2 separate regions of the Triticum aestivum genome follow, and region 1 is linked to region 2. A link is a contact called in public Hi-C data. All regions are on one chromosome and are shown on one strand. Each heading gives the region's core, a stretch centred on a gene start, on an enhancer-like site or on the middle of the called end of the contact. The rest is flanking DNA. Distances are from core to core; before and after follow the strand shown.

Region 1 (5,401 bases), core at 2,223-4,722, 150 kb before region 2:
GACGTGGTGAGTACCCCCTAGTCCAGGACACCATCATTCATCATCCTCATTGGTACCTCTCCGATGATGCGTGAGTAGTTTAGTGTAGACCTACGGGGCCGTAGTTAGTAGCTAGATGGCTTCCTCTCTCTCTCTTGATTCTCAATACAATGGTCTCTTGGAGATCCATATGATGTAACTCTTTTTGCGGTGTGTTTGTTGGGATCCGATGAACTTTAAGTTTATGATTAGATCTATGTTTTTATCCATGAAAGTTATTTGAGTCTTTTGATCTCTTATATTCATGATTACTTATAGCCTCGTATTTCTTCTTTGAATCTTTGATTTAGTTAGGCCGACTAGATCAATTTTTCTTGCCATGGGAATATGTGCTTTGTGATGGGTTCGATCTTATGGTGCTAAATCCCAGTGACAGAAAGGGAAATGACACGTATGTATCGTTGCTATTAAGGATAACAATATGGGGTCTATTCCTACATGAATAGATCTTGTCTACATCATGCCATCTTTTTATTGCATTACTCCGTTTCTCCATGAACTTAATACACTAGATGCATGCTGGATAGCGGTCGATGTGTGGAGTAATAGTAGTAGATGCAGGCAAGAGTCGGTCTACTAATCTTGGACGTGATGCCTATATAATGATCATTGCCTGGATATCGTCATGATTATTTAAAGTTCTATCAAACTTAAGGTTTATATATACCTGACTCATTACCTTCGCCGAGTTCCCAATCTTCAGAGTTGCGTTTAATTCTTTCCAATAACTCCCGTTTGAATTCAATAGTCTTCTTCATAAAAGAACCAGTGCAAGAGGTATTGAGCATGGATCGATCATTACGAGAAAGTCGAGCATAAAAATTCCGAATAATAATTTCTCTTGAGAGCTCATGGTTGGGGCATGAATATAACATTGACTTAATCCTCCCCCAAGCTTAAGCGATACTTTCTCCTTCACGAGTCCAAAAATTATATGTATATATAATTCCGATCACAATGAACCAGATGCATAGTATAAAACTTCCGATGAAATTCCAATTTCAATCGGTTGAAGTTCCAAGATCCAATATGATCACATAGCATATACCAAGTCAATGCCTTTCCCTTCAAAGATAAAGGGAAGACCTTCTTCTTGACAGCATCCTCGGGCAAACCTGCAAGCTTAAATAATCCACAAACTCCACCTAAATAGATTAGATGCATATCAGGATGTAATGTTCCATCTCCTGCATAGGGATTAGCCAGCAGTTTCTCTATCATACCCGGAGGAATTTTATAATAAATATTTTCGGTAGGCACAGTAGGTTGAGGAGCAACTCTTTGTTCTTCCGGTCGGGGTGAAGATACCCCGAACAAACCCCTCAAAGGATTATTTTCCATAGCGACAAGTGACAGTAAATTTCAGCACGTAATATAAAATGTTTCCTTACCAAATTCCACTCATCAAAGGTGCTTCACTCCCCGGCAATGGCGCCAGAAAAGAGTCTTGATGACCCACAATTATAGGGGATCTATTGTAGTCCTTTCGATAAGTAAGAGTGTCGAACCCAACGAGGAGCAGAAGGAAATGACAAGCAACCCACAAGTACCAATCTGAGGTTCTAAGACAAAGATCAGATATGAGAGATGAACTAGGGTTTGAGAGGAGATGGTGCTGGTGAAGATGTTGATGGAGATTGACCCCCTCTCGATGAGAGGATCGTTGGTGATGACGATGACTTCGATTTTCCCCTCCCGGAGGGAAGTTTTCCCGGCAGAACAGCTCCGCTGGAGCCCTAGATTGGTTCTGCCCAGGTTTCGCCTCGAGACAGCGGCGCTTTGTCCCGAAAGCTTCCTCTTGATTTTTTCCAGATCAAAACACATCATATAGCAGAAGATGAGGACCGGAGGCCTGCTAGGGGGCCCACAAGGCAAGGGACGCACCTAGGGGGTAGGGCGCGCCCCCACCCTTGTGGCTTCCTGGTGGGGTCCCTCTGGTACTTTCTTCACCCAATGTTTTTTATATATTACAAAATAATTCTCCGTAAATTTTTAGGACTTTTGGAGTTGTGCAGAATAGGTCTCTCGGATTTGTTCATTTTCCAGTCCAGAATTCCAGCTGCCGGCATTCTCCCTCTTCATATAAACCTTGTGAAATAAGAGAGAAAAGGTATAAATATTATGCTATAATGTATAATAACAACCCATAATGCAATAAATATCAATATAAAAGCATGATGCAAAATGAATGTACCATGCGCCACCGCCGTGGGATGTCACCGAAGCCTAATGAGGATGAGCGGCTCCTTGCTTGGGTCTACCGCCGGTCGCTCACAATGGCGGAGACGAACACTCGTCACCTATGGCGGAAGGACACAAAATTGCTTTGGCTTGCCACAGAGGAGTCGGAGCGTGAGGCGAAGGAGGCGGCTCGGCTCGCCAAGTTGAAGCGGCAGCGGGACCAGGTCGTCCTCCAGATGAAGGGGTTGAGCATCCTCTTCGATTCCGACGACGGCGACGATTACAACTCCACCTCCTCCTCCAACGACTAAGATCCTCCACAGCCGCGGACACCTACAACTATGCCGGCGACCGGAAGGGGAAAGGCCCGACGAGGAAGTGATGAAGACGCTCCTGCTCCTATGTTTATTGTCGTTTTTTAGCTGTTGAAGTTAAGAACTTGTCTGACGATGAACTCCGATGTTTTTAGATGATGTATAGTTCATTTATGTGCATTTAGTTGTCTGTTTGATGCCGATTTCGTTGTGCGTTGTCTGATCACGTAGAGTAACTCTTACGTTACATGTGTAGTATGTATATAGGGTGCGAGATATGAGATATGCGGGTGTGGAAAGAAAAAAAATTTAAGGCATGACCGGTCCGTGCTGACGAACGCGTCCGGGTGTTTGAGGGGTTGGAATGCTGTCCGCGGCTGTAGATGATGTATACCGTGAAACAGGCTATCGTTTTGCTTGATAGGTAAAAAACAATAATGTTACACGTACAGGATTATATACAGGCTTTTACAGGTTGACTTGAAAACAATGTGACGTAGAAGTTTGTGATTGAATTTTAGTTGCCAAAGCAGGCCCCACCCCCTAAGAATCAGGGGGTAGTGTTTAGTTTGTTGGAAAGGTCCCCGTAAGGGCCGGTAGGTGCCTGTACGTTTAGCATCTATATCTATACCAATATAAAAAGACCCAAACGGGCAGATCTAATTAATCTCGGCCATCAAATCATGTGAATCCAACGACCTAAACTGCTTCAATGTCGAGTGTTCAACACGTTTAGCGTGCAGTTAATTTCATGCCAAAAATAGTGCTAATTACATAGTAACACGCAAAAAATATCCTATTTAATATCCGCATGCACTTAATATATTTTCAAATTAACATGCAATGCACGTACCCATTGACTAGTTTTTGAAAAATAAAAACAAAGCGAGAAAATATATAGCAGAGGGAAAAAAAATCTTATCGGCTGGTTGTTCCCACGCCACACGTCACCGGTGCCGCAGCCTTGCGGGACTCTTCCTCCCTTCCCGTCTGACCCGGCGTCCCCTCCCCGACTACAAAATCCCCGCCCCCCTCTCCTCTCCCGTCCACCAAACAAATCCAATCCCCTCTCCGCGATCTCACCGAGAAAATCCTCGACCGATCGGAAGACAAGCGCCCCTCACGCTCCTTCAAGGTACGCGAGTTTCCGATCCCTCCGCCTTTCGATTCCGCTCGCTCTATGTTCTAGTATTGGGTAGATCTGCGGGCTGGAGACCTATTATCTGTTGATCGATTTCTGTTGATTCGATCATGCGTCGAATCATCGAGTAGATCCGCCGGTTGTTGTTGATTCGGTCCGTCTAGATGTGTGTAGCTGCGGTTGATTCCGCTCGTTTGTTGCCAAGTTTGCGTGTCGTGTTCTTGTAGAACTAAGGTGATTCTGCTCGTCTGTTATTAAATCCCCACCGCGATTATGTATGGATTATCCAGTAGATCTGCCGACCGTCGTTGGTTCGGTCCATCTAGGCTTGTGTAGCCGGTTGGTTCCGTACGATTGTTGCCAAGTTTATGCTGGGTTCTTGTAGGTTGTTGGTTCTGGATTTGTTTACCAGCTTATTCATTGTTCAGCCTCGTAGTTGCCTGTCGGTTCTACTCTGAAATTCGTGATATTGTTATTGTTGATTCTTCTACACTTTTCTAGATTGTTGTGCCCAACTTGAGCATAGATCTGCTAGAATTTAGATTAATCGTCCTTCTCACCAGGCTAAGAAAGATTGTATTGATATATCGGATTTTTGCTAGTGTAGTCTGTTTGTTCAACTTTATATTGAGATGTTTGTTGATTTGTAGCTAGGATTTCATCTCTCTCTGTACTTTTTTGTTAATGTCCTCATGTTTCCTTTTAACTGCTCCTTACTCTGGGTTTATTTTACTTTGTATTTACAGATGCAGATCTTCGTGAAGACCCTCACCGGCAAGACCATCACCCTTGAGGTCGAGTCGTCTGACACGATCGACAATGTGAAGGCCAAGATCCAGGACAAGGAGGGAATCCCCCCGGACCAGCAGCGCCTCATCTTTGCCGGCAAGCAGCTCGAGGATGGCCGCACCCTGGCTGACTACAACATCCAGAAGGAGTCCACCCTCCACCTGGTGCTCCGCCTCCGTGGAGGCATGCAGATCTTTGTCAAGACCCTCACTGGCAAGACCATCACGCTGGAGGTGGAGTCCTCGGACACCATCGACAATGTGAAGGCCAAGATCCAGGACAAGGAGGGCATCCCCCCGGACCAGCAGCGCCTCATCTTTGCCGGCAAGCAGCTGGAGGATGGCCGCACCCTGGCTGACTATAACATCCAGAAAGAGTCTACCCTCCACCTGGTGCTCAGGCTCCGTGGAGGCATGCAGATTTTCGTCAAGACCCTCACCGGCAAGACCATCACCTTGGAGGTGGAGTCCTCGGACACCATCGACAATGTGAAGGCAAAGATCCAGGATAAGGAGGGCATCCCTCCGGACCAGCAGCGCCTCATCTTCGCCGGCAAGCAGCTCGAGGATGGCCGCACCCTGGCAGACTATAACATCCAGAAGGAGTCCACCCTCCACCTGGTGCTCAGGCTTCGTGGAGGCATGCAGATTTTCGTCAAGACGCTCACCGGCAAGACCATCACCCTGGAGGTGGAGTCCTCGGACACCATTGACAATGTGAAGGCGAAGATCCAGGACAAGGAGGGCATTCCCCCGGACCAGCAGCGTCTGATCTTTGCCGGCAAGCAGCTTGAGGATGGCCGCACCCTGGCAGACTACAACATCCAGAAGGAGTCTACCCTTCACCTGGTGCTCCGCCTGCGTGGTGGCCAGTAAGTGCCTGCTCATGGCGCTGCTTCTGTCTCGTCGGTGTACTCAATGGTGTTTTCAGTTTCTGT
Region 2 (5,439 bases), core at 498-2,997:
TGGATGATTGTGCTATCAACACATTAAAATGTTTCTTTTGTATCATGGCTAAAATGTGAAATTCCTGTGATTGTTGTAAACTGCCTGAGATTTTGCTGTTTCCATTGTGTTGTTTGAATACAAATTTATTCATGCCATATCTTCATCCAACCAGGGCTTCCGGTGGTATACAAGGAGGTTAAGGATTGACGAAGATGGCGACGTCGCCGACGAGTTCTTGGACGAGGTCCTCCCCGAAAGCTCGAACAACAACGACGCGAGCCCAGCTGGAAGGTTCCAGGTGAAATACAACACGAGACCAACCGCTCTAGCGATGAGGAAGCAAACGATCGCCGTCGACGGCGACATCCGCCATTGCGTGGAGCACCAAGGGCAGCTCCAGTGGGTGTGAAGGTGTAAACGCAAGCCTGGGTTGTAGTGTGCCTTCGGCTGCCGCCTCGAGAACTGTCATCCACTCCCCCTCCGGCCCAAGGAGCAAAGGAGCTTTACCTTGTGCCCCTCACCGTCTGGAGCCTCCGAGGAGTGGATCTGGTTTGCACCATTCTCAGTTGAGTGTGTTGGGATCAGGCCTGGTTTCATGGCTGATCAGATCCCTTGTACCACTATTAGTAGCTGTACATTGTTGAGCAGTGAGAGGAAAGCAGACAAAGCTGAATTATTAAAGGGGGGGACGTGTACTTTCAAAATAGAGCAACCAACTAAACCCTTGAACTGAAGGGCTGATGACTTTGTGCGAGATCCCTTTTCTTGCCTGCTGTTCTCGGTCTATTTATTTTTTTGCCATCTAGGATCCGTAATGGTGGATTATGAATTTATGATGATTTTGTTTACGTGATCAACTTTGTGTGATAATCGTATTTACAACATAGACTGCCACTACCTACGACCACAAAGCTTTCTTTTGTCGCACTGTTATTTGATTTCACTGATGGGACTGTAATGTGATGTTGATTTGAATTTTATACATCCCTGAGCTTGAAGCATTGTTTGTTTTGATTGTACAGTAGAAACAGCAAAAGAAGGGTCTTTCCAATGAGTTTTAGTCAACAAAAAAAATCCTATCAAATATAATCCTAGACCTTAAACCCTGATTCATCGACACCCCTGCATTGCTTTCATGCATTCGTCGTCGCCAGTGCGATGATCCTCAAGAATAAAGGGGTGTGATGAATGCGACCTTAAGCAGCAATGATTTTGCGAATTCCTCTATTTAAGGTCCAACAAACCATGACACCGCAATCATACATCCTTTTTGCTTTGCTTTATTCCACACTCTTAGGACCCTCACTCATTCAGCAAGTTGCTCTTATAAAAATCTAAATTTATCTCCATCCCTTCACAGTGGAAAAACTCATGTGAAATATAATCCTCCTAAACCTTAAACCCTGATTTCTTGACAACCCGACCAGGACATAACTTTCATATATCCACTGCCGTCTGCCGCCGGGGCGATAATTTCGCAAAATCCCACGTGCTTTGATTATAAGATTCGACAATCCGTGACACCGCAGTCATACTTCCTTTTTTTTTTCTTCGGTTTCCACTCTTATAACCCTCACCCATTCCCCAAGTTGCTTTAAAAAAATAGTTTTATCTCCATCCTTTTGCATTATTAAGGATTCATAATTGATATGACATGGCCAAAGAAATGATTAATTACTCCTAGTTGAGAGAAAGAGAGTGAGGGAGAGGATATGGGCAGGCCAGCATGGCGCCGGCGACGGTTGTTGCCGCCGCAGCATCCATCCAAGTGGGCCACTCCACTCCCGGCCTATCCATCCATCTACCCAGCCAGTTGCTGCTCTTGCTCACGCCATATCCGCCCGTGGACCCGGCCCACCAATCACCGCCCGCCTGGACCGCGGGCCCCGCGCGCCAGCGGCCCGTCCCCGCGTCCTCCTGCCCGCCGTCCGCCGTGAACCCGGTCCACGCAGTCGCCCCCCGCGGAGCTTCCATCTCTTCTTCCTCGATCCCTCCCTCCCTCCCTCCCAATCCCTCCTCCACCCCCCACCCCTCCCTCCCCCGCCGCCGCGCATTTGCTGGTCTCGGCGAGGGCCGCTCCTCTGCTCGTGTGGGTGGCCGTGCCCTCGCCGGCGTCGCGTCGCGCCGGCCCTCGAATCTCCGGCGAGCCGCTCGCGCCCCAAGCCCGAGCCCGGTGAGGCCTGCTGGTAAATTTTGAAACACTCGGAAGGGTTACGTGGCGCATCACTCGCATTGGACGAGGGACCCGCGGATTTCTGATCTCTGGGGGGTTTGGAACCGTGCGCCGGATGGACGTGGCTCCGGCTCTGCGTCCGAATCGGCTAGGGTTAGTTAGATAGGGTTCGGCGGTTCGTCAGAATTTTTAGCTGGTGTGGATCCTTGAGGTGTTGCGTAATGCGCCTTGGAGTTCTCTCTTGAGTTTCAGTGTGATTTCCTTGTTATCGCTCTAGCTTACTGCTCGATTGGCCAGTGGAATCTTGCCCTGCCTGCGAAATTCTCGAACCTTTCGCTCCTATCACGATAAAACTTGCTCTTTACTTGCTGCTACAATGTATGATTTCCTTTCTGTTGCAGCTCTAGGTCTTCCTGCCACCCAGAGTTGTCGGTGTACTGGTTTTGATATGGAGTGATTGGTGGAGCTGGTCGTCCGGAAGCTCTGCTGGTTAATCCGATGGGGAGCAACGATCCTAGCACGCCGCCTAAGGCTTCGAAGCCACCAGAACAGGTGCCTGATTGCGCCGCATCTTCATCTTTTCGAATGAATGGATTGTCTTGTGGTGCTTAGTTTGGTCTGACCATTTGCTCGAAAAGATAAATTGATTGTTTTTTTTTTCGTGCTCCTTCCCGTGTTTCTGTGTATATAGTTTGGATGTGTCTCAAGCACCTAATGGTACTTAGAATGATGATTATTAAGACGACAGTAACTTTGTTTTACACCCAAATTAGAGGACACTTTGTGTAAGTATTGTATATTAAAAAATTATAGCAGAAGAAGTGCACATTTCTTTACTACTCAGATTATCATGGTTTGGCTGGCTCAAGAACGTTGATGCCTTGCAAATCTTGTTTTTGTAATTGAAGTGCATAGATCTGTTCAGCAGTGGCACTGATAGACCTCTTACCTTTTTAGTAACTACCAAGGAACCCAATCTGGGGCACCAGTCACGCAATACCCCAACCTTTACCACACAAATTCTCTCTTTCATGGAACTAACCACAAAAACTGACAGGCATGGCCCACATGGCAAGGAGATAGGTGATTAATGGAGCTAAGGTTAGGGTTATAAAAGAATTGGGGTTTTCCAAGGGAATAAAATGGAATTGATGCTGCAAATGGTACTGTTTAGTTTGATTAGTTCATTCTGGCAGGAATTTTGCGGCGGGTTTTGCGTTTAATGGCCTGTACGGGAGCGCCAAAAATTCTAGTTACGTGATAAAATTTTGACTTATAGAGCTCTAACAAAATAGAGGTGTTTGTTAAAACTCGATCCCACAGCTTGTCAGTCTAATCGCCATTATTTTGAACCAACATTTAACAGCATGGACTGCATTACCGAAAGATATTTTGGGTACTTCAGTTCTAGTTACCTACGCTAGTTTCCTTATGCTGACGGAAGGAAATACCTTGCTGGATCAAAATACAAATTCCCTGTTTCTGTTGTCATAAACATTCTCTTTTTACTAATCCCATTTTGGTTTCTTACTTTCCTATTCTCAGGAGCAACCTCCAGCTACTACCTCTGGCACTACAGCTCCAGTTTACCCTGAATGGCCCGGCTTTCAGGTTATTCTATGATTTTTTTACCAATGAGATGGATGTGCTTTTATTTTACTGAATTAATTATGTTATTTAGTGTTGTCATTGACTTTATTATCTTGTAAATCTTGGCAGGGCTACCCAGCGATGCCACCACATGGGTTTTTCCCCCCTCCTGTTGCTGCAGGCCAGGCTCATCCATACATGTGGGGAGCTCAGGTGCCCTCTATAGGAAACTTTGTCCCTTTTCCTCATAAATCCCTGTTCAGCTTAGAGCAAGACCGGCAAAGTATGAATTTGTGCTGTTTGAAATCTGATCCTACCTCAGTTGATGTCTGCCTCAGCTTGAATATGGGATCTTTCCTGCTTTGTTGATGGACCATTTATAGTTCTTATTACATGTGTTTCTCTTCTCGATATTATTAAAAAAGGTCTCCCCAATATTATTTACTTAGCGATAAAGAATTCTGTAAGAGGAAGAAAGGGGTGAAAGTTAGGCAGGTGGCGGTTTGCATTAACTGTAAAATCATGTTTATATGTAGGCATGTGCTTTTTGTATGTAAACCTAAAAATATGGACCTGTTAATTGCAGCACATGGTGCCACCTTACGGGACACCACCACCCCCCTATATGATGTATCCACCAGGAACAGTATATGCCCACCCGACTACTCCTGTATGAACTTTTGTACCTGACAAGTGTAATCTACAAAGCTATCTTCCTATTCGCACACCATATGCATCCAATTTTACTGACATGCTCGTACGAATCAATAATTACTTGTACAGGGTGTGCATCCATTTCATTATCCTATGCAAACAAATGGAAATCTTGAACCTGCTGTAAGTAATAATCTCTTTGGTTCTTCTTTTTCTTCTGATTGTCACTAGTTCATGCAAATTTTGACATGTCTTTCAGGGAGCTCAGGGAGCTGCACCAGGTGCTGCAGAAACAAATGGTAAGTCTTGTCCAAGATCAGTGTTAAGGTTATTTTAAGCTTGGGAATCAGGTTTTGATCTCTGTTCATAATTTCAGGGAAAAATGAGCCTGGCAAAACATCTGGTCCATCTGCCAATGGGGTTACGTCCAACAGGTTTTGTTAGCAATGTGTGGTAATTACAAGTTTCTTTAGTTCCAGAACAACTAATTATAGGGTACCTTCAACCTGCAGTGAAAGCGGAAGTGATAGTGAGAGTGAAGGAAGTGATGCCAATTCTCAAAACGTGAGTTTGATATTTTGATATTACTCTGCACATCATATCTTTTATTTGGTTTAAGTTTCAACTTTCTCTTGACTTGTGGACTAATTTTGTTGCAACAGGATTCACATTCAAAGGAGAATGATGTAAATGAAAATGGTAGGCATTTGAGGGCTTATTTATAGTTTTATGATAGATAAAGTGGACTTGCACATTTCTTTGCATAAGATGGAGGGTACATTCGGTGATGCAGGCAGTGCTCAGAATGGCGTATCTCATTCATCATCGCATGGAACATTTAATAAACCCATGCCGTTGGTTCCAGTACAATCAGGTGCAGTGATAGGAGGAGTTGCTGGTCCTGCGACAAACTTGAACATAGGGATGGACTACTGGGGTGCAACTGGCTCTTCACCTGTTCCTGCAATGCGCGGCAAAGCACCGTCTGGTTCAGCTCGAGGAGAGCAATGGGTAAAGTCCTTGGCACATGCTCTGTCTCG

Evidence for each region. A called contact is a pair of places that touch in the nucleus more often than the background predicts.
Region 1: a contact with region 2 is called in a Hi-C map of leaf, with 7 times the contacts expected there. The contact joins the promoter of LOC123132008 here to the promoter of LOC123132006 in region 2. A contact is called at or near these places in 2 of 5 Hi-C or Micro-C datasets (both in leaf).

The regions. Positions count from the first base shown.
Region 1 is chr6A:58,767,995-58,773,395 of IWGSC CS RefSeq v2.1, reverse strand. LOC123132008 (polyubiquitin) reads left to right here and starts at 3,472. Exons shown (of 2, transcript XM_044551755.1): 1 at 3,472-3,669; 2 at 4,422-5,401. The coding sequence starts at 4,422. The coding sequence ends at 5,339.
Region 2 is chr6A:58,618,346-58,623,784 of IWGSC CS RefSeq v2.1, reverse strand. It overlaps LOC123132006 (protein SENSITIVE TO UV 2), which reads left to right and starts at 1,747. Exons shown (of 26, transcript XM_044551752.1): 1 at 1,747-2,168; 2 at 2,557-2,707; 3 at 3,701-3,766; 4 at 3,875-3,958; 5 at 4,332-4,415; 6 at 4,529-4,582; 7 at 4,659-4,698; 8 at 4,776-4,833; 9 at 4,912-4,963; 10 at 5,062-5,098; 11 at 5,193-5,410. The coding sequence starts at 2,654. LOC123132007 reads left to right here. Exons shown (of 2, transcript XM_044551754.1): 2 at 155-839. The coding sequence ends at 391.